Regions from separate parts of the Mus musculus genome. Here region 1 is linked to region 2. A link is a contact called in public HiChIP or PLAC-seq data. All regions are on one chromosome and are shown on one strand. The core of a region is the stretch at or near the end of the contact, and the rest is flanking DNA. Distances in the headings are between cores, read along the strand shown.

Evidence for each region. HiChIP or PLAC-seq counts read pairs in DNA pulled down with a chosen protein or histone mark.
Region 1: an H3K27ac HiChIP or PLAC-seq map of large pre-B cells shows a contact between it and region 2, with 4 times the contacts expected there. The contact joins the enhancer-like site here to the promoter of 5830433I10Rik in region 2. A contact is called at or near these places in 3 of 39 promoter capture datasets (hippocampal neurons, liver and pre-B cells) and 2 of 115 datasets of contacts at active chromatin or transcription factors (embryonic stem cells and large pre-B cells).

Annotation. Positions count from the first base shown.
Region 1 is chr17:17,513,786-17,520,117 of GRCm38.p6, forward strand. No RefSeq gene overlaps it. Among named protein-coding and RNA genes, the nearest start is that of Gm41537, 26 kb to the left of the region's middle. Within about 2 kb of position 2,301, at least 20 of the 459 cell types and tissues checked have an H3K27ac peak or open chromatin away from gene starts, as enhancers often do.
Region 2 is chr17:15,702,055-15,708,737 of GRCm38.p6, forward strand. 5830433I10Rik (a long non-coding RNA gene) reads right to left here and starts at 3,323. Exons shown (of 2, transcript XR_001782213.2): 1 at 2,260-3,323; 2 at 1-714. Chd1 (chromodomain helicase DNA binding protein 1) reads left to right here and starts at 2,913. Exons shown (of 36, transcript NM_007690.3): 1 at 2,913-3,258; 2 at 4,886-5,085. The coding sequence starts at 5,033.

The DNA of each region.
Region 1 (6,332 bases), core at 1,051-3,550, 1.8 Mb after region 2:
TCTTAACCACTGAACCATCTCTTCAGCCCAAGAAATTAATTTCATTTTTTTCAACACTAAAGACAATTTTAACAGTATGGTTTTCGAAGATTCCTTTTAAATGTTAAGGAAGCTCTCTTCTATAACTAACTTGTGCTTTTCATCATGAAGTACTGTTAGCATCTGGTCAAATGCATGAGTTTTATATTTAATTGCTGCCTGCCAGTAAGAGAAACTGGTTGAGAACTACCTTGCTTGCTCATACTTTGTTAATCTATAATAAATTGCTTAGTTACGAATATATATGGGTTCTTGGGAATAATTTGTTTTGTTTACATAATGTTTTTTATGTAAAGCTATTGGGAACATACTGTTTTTCCATAGTCATTCACTAGAAGAAAAATAGAATGTAATTATATTGTAATTTTATACTGCTTGAAAGATTTTGCTGGGATATATAAGCTATGGAAGAAAAAATAAAGTGTGTTGAAGCCTGTGTGTATATGTGCATATATGCGTAGCAGGTGGTTCTGATGCTAAAGTCCTGTTCCCAGTTGGTTCTTGATCAATGACTAAAGATGCTAGGAGCCAATTGGGCAGAAGGAAAGAGGTGGGATTTCTGAGTCCCTGCAGGAGGCTAAGAGAAGCAGGAAGAGAAAGTGAAATTACGCCATGCTTTGGAGGGAGAAAGGTGACCAGCCATGTGAAATCTCGGGCAGAGCAGCCATAAGCTGCTTTTCCAGGAGAGATGTTAGAAGCATAACTAAGCTGAGGGTAGATTTAGGGTTCTGAACTAAGAGTATTGGAAAGGACATACTAGCCATGGGAGATTAGAAGTGCCCAGCAATTGAGCCAATAAGGCAGGTTGTAAGTAGGTTGTGTGGTGTGTGTGTGTGTGTGTTTCATCCACAGATCCAAGGGAACCTGGGTGGGGCTGGTAGCACTGTTCACCTGGAGCTTAAAGCAGGGTAGCAAAAACTACACACTACATATACACATAAATGTAGACATGTAAACAAGTATATATGTGTATGTGTGAAATGTTTGGGGCCTGCTTGTTGGAGCTTTGCTCCATCCATTCAATGTGTGAACATGTTATGTATGTCTGCCTCTCTGTAGGCATGTATGTATATATGTATTAAGTTATTAGAGCCTGTTTTGCTGCATATACTCAGTGTGTATGTGTGTGTTTATGAATTTTCTCTCTTTCCTTTTCTTTCTTACAGGCCCCTAAAGAGTTAGAAGAGTTTGGAGTTTTTCACTGGGAGTAGCAACCCCAATGGATCCAGCTTTGTTCCCTCAGAGAAAAGTCTGCTGAGTAATTTTTCTAATTGCTGGCTGCCATCAGCAGCACCGCCCCTCTCCTCGCCCCCAACTAGTGGCTTTCAGCATGAACCCTCAACAGCTCTTGAGTGCTTACCTCCATCAGCTGCTATAGCACTGACCCCAGTCATCATTGCCATACGTCACTGCCTACCTCTATTTATCCTGTGGTTCCAAAGCTGCTCTTTGTCAGTTTTTGACAAATATTATTTATAATTATTAGACAGACTATCCTTTAGATCCCCTTTAAATATAAAAGGGATAGTTTCTATTTTAGACCACTTTACCTGGGATTCTTTCTTTGGCATCTTTTCAATCAAGAGCATTGCTTTTATTTATTTATTTATTTATTTATTTATTTATAAATTTTAAATTTCATTAAAAATACATATATGAATGGAAATAAGCAACCTCATGGAGTGGGAGGTGGGGGGATCCTCTAGAAAGGTACCAGGGACCTGGGAGGTGAGACACTCTCAGGACTCATTGGGGGCAACCTCAGCCAAAATGATCAACACTGGGTAAAGGGAACTCAAAGAGTCCACCTCCAGTAGATAGACAGGGCCTCAAGTGAAGGGACGGGGTTATTAACCTACAGTCGAAATTCCTGACCCAGAATTGTTCCTGTCTAAAAGATATGCTGGGATCAAAATAGAGAAGACTGAAGGAAAGGAGATCCAATGACCAGCCCAACTTGGGATCCATCCAAGGGGGACCACCAAGGCCTGACACTACTATGCTATGATATGCTTACAGATGGGAGCCTGGCATTGGCTGCCCTCTGAAAAGGCCTTATAAGCAGCTGACTGAGACAGAAGCAAATTCTTACACCCAACTAGTGGACTGAAATCAGGGACCCCCTAGGTTGAATTAGGGGGAAAGAACTGAAGAAGCTGAAAGGGAGAGTGGCTCCATAGGAAGATCAACAGTCTCAACTGACCCAGACCCCTGGGAGCTCCCAGAGACTGAACCACCAATCAGAAGCATGCACGGGCTGGTCCAAGGCCCCTGGCACATATGTAGCAGAGATCTGTCTGGTCTGACCTTAGTGGGATAGGATGGGCCTCATCCTGGAGAGACTTGAGGCCCCAGGGAAGAGGGAGGTCTGGTGGAGGTGGAGTGGGAGAGCATACTTTCCTTTCCTTCAGGATTCCTTCAGTTTCTGAGTTTCTCCTGGTATTGGTTTGAGTCTGGTGCTGCTTCCATGAGGACTACATGGACTCTAAACCATCTTACCATGTCTATCTATGGTAAGAATTGGGTAGAGACAAACTACCAACCCTCCCCCCTAACCCCCACATCTGGCTATATCACAGAGTGTTGTTAGAACAAGGACCTTGGAGATATAGAATATCACAATTCCTTCCTTGATTACTGAGGCTAGAAGTCAATGAAGTGAGGCAGACAGTTGTGCTTGTCATCTAGAAACCAAGCTGATGAGAAGGTGTACTTCCTGTTTGAGTCATTTAACTAAGGATATGCACTCTAGGCTTCAAGTGCTTCTAGACCCCTCTTCCTCTGAATGCACATTTACATCAAGATTCCCTGCTTTGTGATTCTGATTTGAAAAGCTGTCCTCACTCTCACTTGGCCACACAGAAGAAAGCAGAGGAGAAAGGGTGTCTTTGAAGGGAACTGAAGGAACCCTCGGGTGAAACAGCAACAGGCAAATGGCTCATTGCCTCTTGTCACTCACTTGGAACACCCTTAGGAACCAAGGCGTGGCTGTATGGTGTAGTCAATGGGGAACAAAGTGCCTCTGGGTATCTACGCACTACACAGCAGCCAGGAGGCACTTGCAGCTCACACTGTAGCTAAGCCTTTTTCACTCAGCCTGTGTACATTAGATAGATCACAACAGCTACTGAATAAATTACTTTACCCATGGAAAAATACATCTTGAATGCCTCGTCAGTCTGAGGCTGATTTCTCTTACCCAAAGTCTCTGTGTGGCCAGGAATTATAAGACAGTTTTCATGTTATCCTAGAAAATCCTAACAATAATATTTGCTAATATAGAGATATAAGAACAATAGTTTTCCTCATAACAAGTACTGAGTAACTTGTGAGAAGTGACTCTAAGAGATGCCACAATACAAAAGGCCACAAACCAGCCTTTTAAACGGTGAGGCCATTTTGTTGACCTGCTGTTATACTGGCCTTTTGGATCTGGATTTTGACACTGAGCCCCAATGCTCTAAAGGAGACACTTCAAGGAGTTATGGAGAAGTGAGGAATCAGCAAGGGCTCTATGTCCCTCTCTCTGTATGTGTGTGCCCATGTGTGCACATGCATGAGTTTGTGAGAATGTGTGTGTGAAAGAAGATTCCCTAGAAATGGCCAGGTAAGTGAGATGTTCTGAAGAAAAAAAAAGAGGCTCAGGAAGGTAAATAATTTTTTCAGATTTCCTCATTTGCTTGCCTGGGAAATCCTACATTGTTCAGCAACATGTCGGCTTTAGCACATTGTGTAGAAAAGGATCTTGGACTAAGTTCTGAATCCAACTTTGCTAAAGGTAGAAGAGAGACTACAAGATGTACACAAGCAGGACATCTGACACTTAGGCCATGCTCTCTCATAACCAAAGCAAACCAACCAACCAACCAACCAAAAATGACCTGATAACACCTATCTTAGAACTAAACCTTGTGAAAGTTCTTATCTCCTCGCAATAGAAATCACAGAAGTCTGCAGCTGAGGGTAGATGCTTTAGTTGAGGCTGAATTCAAAGTACTTTAGGAAAATGGATTTTTACAAAACCTAGTTAGTGAAGCTAGTATTATTTCCTTTCTTCCATGATGTGGATCAAACTCAGGTCATCAGGCCTGACAGCGTGTACCTTTATTGACTGAGCCATCTTGCTGGCCTGTTTTCTAACAAATAATACTGTTCCTTGAATAAAATACAAGCAAATTCAAGGCTTAAACTTGTAAAAAGAAAACACAGCACTTGTTACTTCACCGGTGGCAATCATTTTCCTTGCTATATGATTCGATGGTGACAGTGGGAACCTCCTGACAGGATTGCCTTCAACAGAGACAGTGCTACCTCAGTGCACTGCACTTCATCAAGACACATAAAAAGGGCTCCTTTCTCAAGGTCATGGGATTTGGGTCATTTACATTATCAGTAAGTTCAAACCACTTATATCCAAGCTTAATTTCACAATAATGCACCACCTCTTTTGATAGTGAATTCATAACAGGATAATTTTTTTTCTCATTAGAGCAAATTCTTTGAATTGCTTCAAATTCCAAACAGTGTCCTATGGGTCACTGCACATAATCTACATCTAAGCTAGATACACATATAAATTAAACATATTATGTGAGATTTCAGCTAAGGTATAATCTGTTGTCTATAAAATGGTGGGGATAGACTAGATCGTCTACAAGGTTCCTTTCAGCACTAGCAATCTGAGATCTTAAGACATTTGATCAATTTCTCTGTATATGACATAATATATTTGTGTTACATACATACATACATTCATGGCCAAATAAATATTACCTCCAAGTAAATATTATCTCCACTATAAGTCAATCAAGAGTTAGTTTACAGTTTCCTTATAATTAACCAAAATTCACCAACAGTCAGGGTTTTATTTCAGTTGTAAAACAAATATAACCGCATGCATTTGAATTGCCTGTTTTTTTGTTTATGACTATGTGTAGGGACAGGATGAAAATACTACAGCGCATGTGGAAGTCAGAGGACAATACGTGGGAGTCAATTCTCTTCTTCCATGATGTGGATCAAACTCAGGTCATCTGGCCTGACAGTGTGGACCATTACTGACTGAGCCATCTTCCCGGCCTGTTTTCTGACATAGAATACTGTCCCTTGAATAAAATACAAGCAAATTCAAGACTTAAATTTGCAAAAAGCAAAGCATATTAGACTTTATTTCTATAATTCCCTAGCTGGTGTGTTGTATAACATTATTCAATTTACAGGAATCATCTCCACACACAGGCATCTTAGGAAGCAGCTAGTACCTTTAATGACCAGAGTTGGATTTATGCTTTCTGGGACAGGCACCACCATGCAGTTACAGATGTTTTTATCTCATGTTAACACTCTTGGAGGACAGGTAAAGGGAAAATATCTTAGCTAGTGGAACTAAAACCATCTTTAAGTAGAAAATAACAGGTGAGAAAGATGTCCTGGTTCTAACCAGTGCCCGTCTGTCCTGAAGCTTTTCAATATTGTAATTTCTTCAAGTCATGAAGCATTTGTTAACCATGTGTTACAGTAATATCTCAGCAATTTCTGCTGAAATAAAAAATTAGACACATCTGACATACACAGAATGATACCAATACTAGTTACAGTGCAAAGAAGCATGTGGCAGCGACAATGCTTGAAGAAGAGACACTGGAAACAAAAAAGCCTTCCCATTTCCCAGACTTGGCTTGTAAATCAAGAGCTTGTCACCTTAACAAGGAATATTGACACCCTAGGCTTCTCCTGCCTGTGTTTAGCCTCTTTAAAAAACCCAGATTTCTTGTGGTGGCTCACACCTTTAATCCCAGCACTCGGGAGGCAGAGGGAGGCGGATTTCTGAGTTCGAGGCCAGCCTGGTCTACAGAGTGAGTTCCAGGACAGCCAGGACTATACAGAGAAACCCTGTCCCAGAAAACCAAAAAAAAAAAAAAAAAAAAAAACCAAAAAAAAACAAAAAACAAAAAACAAAAAAAAAACCCAGATTTCTCTTTCAAACTATTGCCACCTAGTGCTTGTCAACAATTTAATTTGGATACCTATTTTAATTGCATTATGTTCTTTTAAGAAAGTGAGTGGGAAAGACTGAATGTTAGTATAAGTGAAGGTTTTGATAATCCCAAACCAAAAATATGTGGTCTCAAAGTTACATTTAACCTCAGCTGGACTTTGACCAGTTAACTGGATGTCATCTACAAAGGAAAAGAAAAGCACATAAGCACAAGGCATTGGAAGCTTGCCAGTTATGGGGATCAAGGTGAGTGACATTGGTAATTTAAAGGGATGTTTTTGCTCTGATAATAAAA
Region 2 (6,683 bases), core at 2,073-4,572:
CTGCCTCTGCCTCCCGAGTGCTGGGATTAAAGGCGTGTGCCACCACACCAGGCTCAGCACTGTGTCTTATAGGGCATTTCTTTACCCCAGAAAAAGTTGTTCCTACAGAATATATGTCAATGCCTTATGGCTATAAAATAAAAAAAAGACTAACAGGAGCAATCTTAAGTCAGACTGTCTCTATATAAATATTAAGTAGGAGAAAGAATATATTTATCCCTATACTGGGATTCACAAAATTAAAGGAGAAAGAGCTACCATTTTCTATCTGGAACATATTTTACCATTCTGGAAGTGTTTCTCAGTATATCAGTTTAAGAATACCACGTGTGTGTGTGTGTGGGTGGGGGTGGTGGTGGTGGTGGTGTTTGTTTTCATATCACTATGATCAGGTCTCCAAGAAAATCAACTTATAGGAAAAAGATTTATTTTGGCTAATTGTTTTGGGGCCAGAGCTGAGATTACTCTTCCAAAGCACGGCCCCAAGTGATTCACTTCTTCTTCCACCGAGGCTCTACCTTCCACACTTCCATAGCATCAATCAAAATCTGAAGCCAGGCAAGGAGGAGCTGGAGGCCTAATCCTTTCATTTTCTCTGGAAAGGACCTCACTGACACATCCAGTTGTTCATTTTACACATCTCCTATATATTTCTCAATCCTATCAAGCTGACGACGAAGATTGGCCATCACAGACATCCACTGGCAGTCACTGCTAGTAGAATGTTTCAAGAGTTAAGGATTCACAAAGTAATGTGTTAGATTCTGTAAATGTCATACTCTCCCAAAGGTCTGTGAAGTGTTCCAGATGGAAATTGTACAGCAGCAAAATGAAATTCCCTCATAGTTGATGCTAACTTTCTAGATTTTCTGCTATTTACATGTTTATAATCACCCCTAGGCTGTTGTTTGATATACTAAGAAGAGATGTGAATGAGCCAGAGGAACGATTCAGTGAGGAAAGATACCAGCCAAGTCTTAAGATCTGAGTTCCAGCACTTGGATTTACATGGTGGCAGGGGAGAATCAAGCCCTGCAAGCTGGTTTCACTGCCTCACGTGGGCTGTGGCACACCCACAAACACTAACAAGAAACAAAACTTAATTTGAAAAATTGAAACAGAGTTTAGTCACTCAGCTGACAAGTATTTTTTTTTCGTTACTTTTAAGACTTGAACAGGACAGGGAACACCAGGACCCTGGAAACTCTGTCTAGAGAAACAAACAAATAACCCACAAACCTATGCTGAGAAACCTTGTCTCAAATGGAAAAGGAAAAAAAAAAAAAAAGACTTGAACATGCAAGATTGTTGCAATTTTTTATACATTGTATTTCTCTATATTCTCCAGTCTTTCTTCCTCCAGTGTTTCTAAGAGTTTACAGAGTACTGAAGTATATTATGATCTTATTCAAAACATAAAGCTCCAAGTTTAAATTTTCTTCCTTTCTTTTCTTTTCTTTTCTTTTCTTTTCTTTTCTTTTTTTCCTTTCCTTTCCTTTCCTTTCTCTTTCTTTCTTTCTTTCTTTCTTTCTTTCTTTCTTTCTTTCTTTCTTTCTTTCTTTCTTTTTTAGGTTTTTCGAGACAGGGTTTCTCTGTGTAGCCCTGGCTGTACTGGAACTCACTTTGTAGACCAGGCTGGCCTCGAACTCAGAAATCAGCCTGCCTCTGCCTCCCAAGTGCTTGGATCAAAGGTGTGCGCCACCACCGCCGGGCAAAGTTTAAATTTTCATTAGAAATTTCCCAAATAGCTTAAGAATCATTTGGAGATATTATGGCAGCCAAACTCATTTGACTTCGAAGGAGAGGTCTCTACAGAAAATGCAACTTCAAAAAGTAAGTTGAAAACTTTAAAAAGTTAGACCCACAAGGTGGGTACACCAGCAATTCCTTTACTACCACTCCGGAGGCTGAGGCAGGGAGATGGAGAAGTGGAAGACCAGCCTGGCTTTGTATACTGTCTTTAAAGAATCTTTTATTTGCAGGCCAGGTAATGAAATCAGAAAGAATTTTGATTTAAAAACAAGTAAGCAAACAAAGTTCCAAATCCTTGCAAAAACAGTCAGCCTTGTGGTGATGGCACACGCCTGCCTGTAATGCCTAAACTTCGAAGGATCACCCTGAGGCCACCCTGGGCTACATAATAAAACGCTCTTTCAAAACCAAAAAGCATAATAAAAACAAAATTGAAAACCGTACATAGATTGCTACATCACCACGCTTGAAGAGATTCTGCTTCGACATACTGAGGCCTGCGGATACAGTAATGACAGTAACTGTCAACTAAGCTGCAGCACCTTAGATCCAGTTACCAACGCCCCTCCAGTTCCGATTCCGCACGGCACCCTTCCACCCGCATTCCAGGGAGCGATCTAGGCAGGCACAGTTGTAAAAGTTCTTTTATGAACCAGGCATGGGCCACCCACACACGAATCAAGGAGCGTCCTGGGAGGTCAGCAGCTCGAACTCTATTTTCTCTCTTTCACTAAAGCCCCGCCCGGGAGGAGACTTAGTCGCTGGTCGCCCAGGCAAAGATCGCAGCGGGAGGCGACTAGGTTGCCCAATAGTTCTCTAGCTGCCCGGGTGACGCAGCAGCTCCGACCGGACTCCGGACACCCGGCGCGCGCGGCCGGCCCCCACCGCAGGCAGTCCTGGGCCCCCGCTCTGGATCCCTGCGCATCCGTGCCGTGACCAGAGCGCCCATCCCCGGGAGCCCCACGAACGCCAGGGGTAGCGCCGGTTACGAGTGCGAAGGCCGAGCCTGGGCTGGACTCGGTGGCTTTCCCCGAGGGGCGTGCACCACCTCGGCGCCCCGCCCCGCCCCGCCCCGCCCCCGCGCGTCGGCGGAAAGGCCGGGCGTGCGCGCCGCCGCCGCGCGCCGGGAAGGGGAGTGAACCGAGGCGGTGACGTCGCTCGGGAGGCGGAGGCGACAGCGACCTCGGCGGCGCCGCGCGGCGGAGACGGTTGCGCTCGATCGCGGTCTTGGCGTCATGGCGGCTGCCGGCGGCCGATAAGCGGCGGGGCGGGAGCGCGGACGGAGGAGGCGCCCTCGGTACTTCCCGCTCGGCCCGGGCGCCCGGAGATGAACTGATCGTCGGACCCGCTCCCCAGCTCCGCGCGTCTCCGCCCGCTGCCTCCCCTCCCCCTCTGCCGTCCGCGGCGCGGGTCCCGCGGCCTGGGCATCCAGGATCGCGGGCCCCCGCGCGGGGCATCCTCCGCCCGAGGCGCCGGCCCGCGCCACCCTTCGCCCTGTGCCCGCCGGTAAGGACGGGTCGGCGAGGCCGGGGAGGCCGGGAGCGGGCGAGGCCCGCGAGGCCCGGCGCGGCGCCGGGGGCGTGGGAGAGCGGCCCGGCGCATCCTCAGCGGCCTGGCGGCGCTGCCCGGCGCGCGGAGGGGACCAGCACGTGGGAGCGCGGGGCGGGTGGGGGGGAGGGGGCGGTGGCCGGGCGAGCCCGGGAGGGCGCGCGGCGGGGCTGCGGGAGCGGGAGGCGGGAAGGAGGCCGCGGCGCCCGGCTGCGGGGAGAAGGTGCAGCGGCCCCGCGCGGCGCCGCCCGGCAAACTTAGCCGGGAGCCCGGCAACTGCCAGGCGGGGAAGGAGGCTGCAGAGGGAGCCCTGGCCACTTCGGGGGCTCTTATTGTTGAGACGCGGGAGCGTCCGGAGTCCGGGCGCTCGGAGGAGAACTTAGGGCCGGACGGAGAAAGGAGGCGAGGCTGGAAAGGAAGTCCAGCGGACGGGGAAAGCCATCTTGAGGGGCGAGAGGAAGGTGAAAGGGAAAGCGCCTAGGCGAGTGAACTTTCTCAGCGCAGACTTTGCGGAGAGGAGGTGGAGGACTTCGGCCGGTTTCACCGGGGCTGGAATTAATAGTTAACGTTAGGAATTACTGTTGAGTGCTGTGGATCTTAGGTGACCTGTTCTCCCAGAGGTATGGAGACTGAGCTCTGCAGGTTGGAAATCCTGATCCAGGTGCAGAGTCGGCCCCCCGGGCGGAGGTGGCAGCAGCCTGTTTGGCCCCTCTGTTCTTTGGAGTGGAAATAATCAGTTAAGTCTCTGCTGGAGTCGGAGGACAACTCTGTTGCGTCCCGAGTGTGTCTTGGTGGTACTTTCTGGCTGGGGAAGGATCTGACGTCTCCTTCCCCCGCTTCTTCCTCTCCCTCCCCTGCCAGAGATCTCCTTTGTTTATTCGTGGTTGGCTTGTAGGTGACTCTAGTGCTCTGGCGGAAATCTTGAGAGGTGGAAATATTGTCTTGCTCCCCACCCCCGTCCCCGTCGTTTGCCTTGAAAATAAGATACAGTGTGTATTCTTTGTATTGCCTTTTTATGTTTTTTTTCAAGGCGTCTTAAGTACCTTACTGGGTATATAATTTTTTTTTCCACTCTACCATTGGTTTACCTGGTAAAAACTGTCTGTTTTGACGTTTGTAGTTTTGCTAAGATCATGATAACCTTTTATTACTCTCTTTTCCGAATGAACATTTAAAAACTTTCCTTAGCTGGATATGAAGTTCTTAGTAATAGGAGTTAGTGCTTCAGTAAACATAACCCTTACCCTCTCGTCGTTTGTTTGTCGAAGTTACCGAGTAGCATTTTCTCCTCTTTGGGAGTATGTATATGTTACTTTGTTTTAGGAATCTATATAAATAGTGCTACACAGTAGTAATTAGTCTGGAAAGTTTGTTGCTCTTCTGTCAAAACAGCACTAGCAGTGGCAGGCTAAGTCCTAGCAAGCAAGAATGCACTTAATAGATGCCTAGTTCTTGTACGTGAAAGGCGTCTGGGCCTTCGAGCCACCTCTAGTCTGATGGCCTAGGTCCATTTCTGGGAGTTCTAAGTCGGGCTTACATCTTTTCCTACAGCACATATTCTTAACTGCTAATCTATTTCCCGCAGGTGACACAGAGAGAGCCCCAGGAAACCCGTGAATGTTGAAGAAAATTCATCTTTGAAATTTTGATATTCGAGGAAATCTGCATTCATACTCATCTTTTATTAATCTGAGGGGATTTTTGTTTTATTTAAAACTTCTTGATATTTACAATGAATGGACACAGTGATGAAGAAAGTGTTAGAAATGGCAGCGGAGAATCAAGGTAAGCAAGTTCTTTAAACCAGCTGGTTACCTGAGACCTGAAACTGAGTGTTTTTATCAAATTGTCTTAGCTTGGCAAAAGTTAAAATGACTCTAATAGCAGTTTTGTTAACATTGCATATTATGTGTGTGTGTGTGTGTGTGTGTGTGTGTAAAGATAGCAAGATAGCAGGGACTATAGAAGGCTTTGATCTATTTAAATCTATTGGAGGGTTTATATTTTGAAGTAATTGAAGCTGAAACAGTAAAGAGACATTAAAATTGATTTGGCCATTAATGAACTGTCCAAATAAATGCAGTAAGAATTTCTGCACTCCTCTTTTTTTGGAGTTTTATGTCCTACACCTATGTTGTTCAGTTAGCTACTAGCCACATGCAACAGTTTAGATTACAAAACATTCAAAATTCTCTAAGTTACACCTGACATTTCAAATAGTATGTAAATGACATATGACACATGTCCACTATGTTGGACAGCACTATTGGGAACTATTTCTACCACTGTAGAAAACTTTAGATAAAATTGACGTGAATTCAGTTTATGTTTTTTTGTTTGTTTGTTTGTTTTTGTTTTTTTCGATTGTTATTTTTATATTGGTGTTTTAGAGTTCTTACTTGAACCATATTGTTTCTTAGAAATAAAGTTTATGGAAATAAAATGTTGGGCCATTTTATGTGTAAGACAGCCTTAGGATCTGTGGTAAAGCACTCACCGCTCTCCACAAAAATTCTCACCCCAAATTAAATGGAGCATTGAAATTATAGGCATTTATCAATTACTGCCTGCTCCAACGCCATTCAATTCTTTTATATTTTTAATAGTCTCCACATTACTGTTACAGTTCATTATTTATGTATACTTAACATAGAAATCAGCAAAGTAGGTGTTGGAGTCTGACTGCGCAGTCAATCCTGACTTTCAGTTACACACTGTGAATTGAGGTAAATTACTCTGTTGTTCTGATATTTGGTCTTGCAAAATGGAAATTACACTATTATTTACAAAACATAAGACATGTGAGATGCTGCCATGTCAGGCTTGAAATGGTTTCATGGACAATAGACATTGATGTCCCATGTAGGTGCTGGGATAGCTTACAAAAGCAGAGTAGTGACAACACAGAGAATTGAACATTGTAGTTACATAAGTATGGATCTAGAAGTTAAAAACCTGGGTTGAGCCTGGGAGTGGTGGTGTACACTTTTAATCCCTGCATTCGGGAGGTAGAGGCAGGTGAGTCTCTAAGCTGGAGGCCATCCTGGTCTACATAAGAGTTTCAGGATAGTCAGTACTACATAGAGAGACCCTGCCTCAAAAAACTAAGGGGTTGGAAGGGGGGGGGCGTTGTACAGGTATATGTGGTAAAATTTATAGAGTCAATGGAGTTGAAGTTAGAGGATTTGTGTATGTGTGTGTGTATGAGAGAGAGGTGGGGGGAGAGAAGGGGGGAGAGAGAGATATATTGATTGATTGATTAAGAGAGAGAATAAGAGATTTTTTTTATTTTGGGACAGAGTTTCATGATGTAGCCCTTGCTCACTTAATTCTCCTTATGTAGACCAGGCTAGCTATGAATTTACTGAGATCCACTTGGCTTT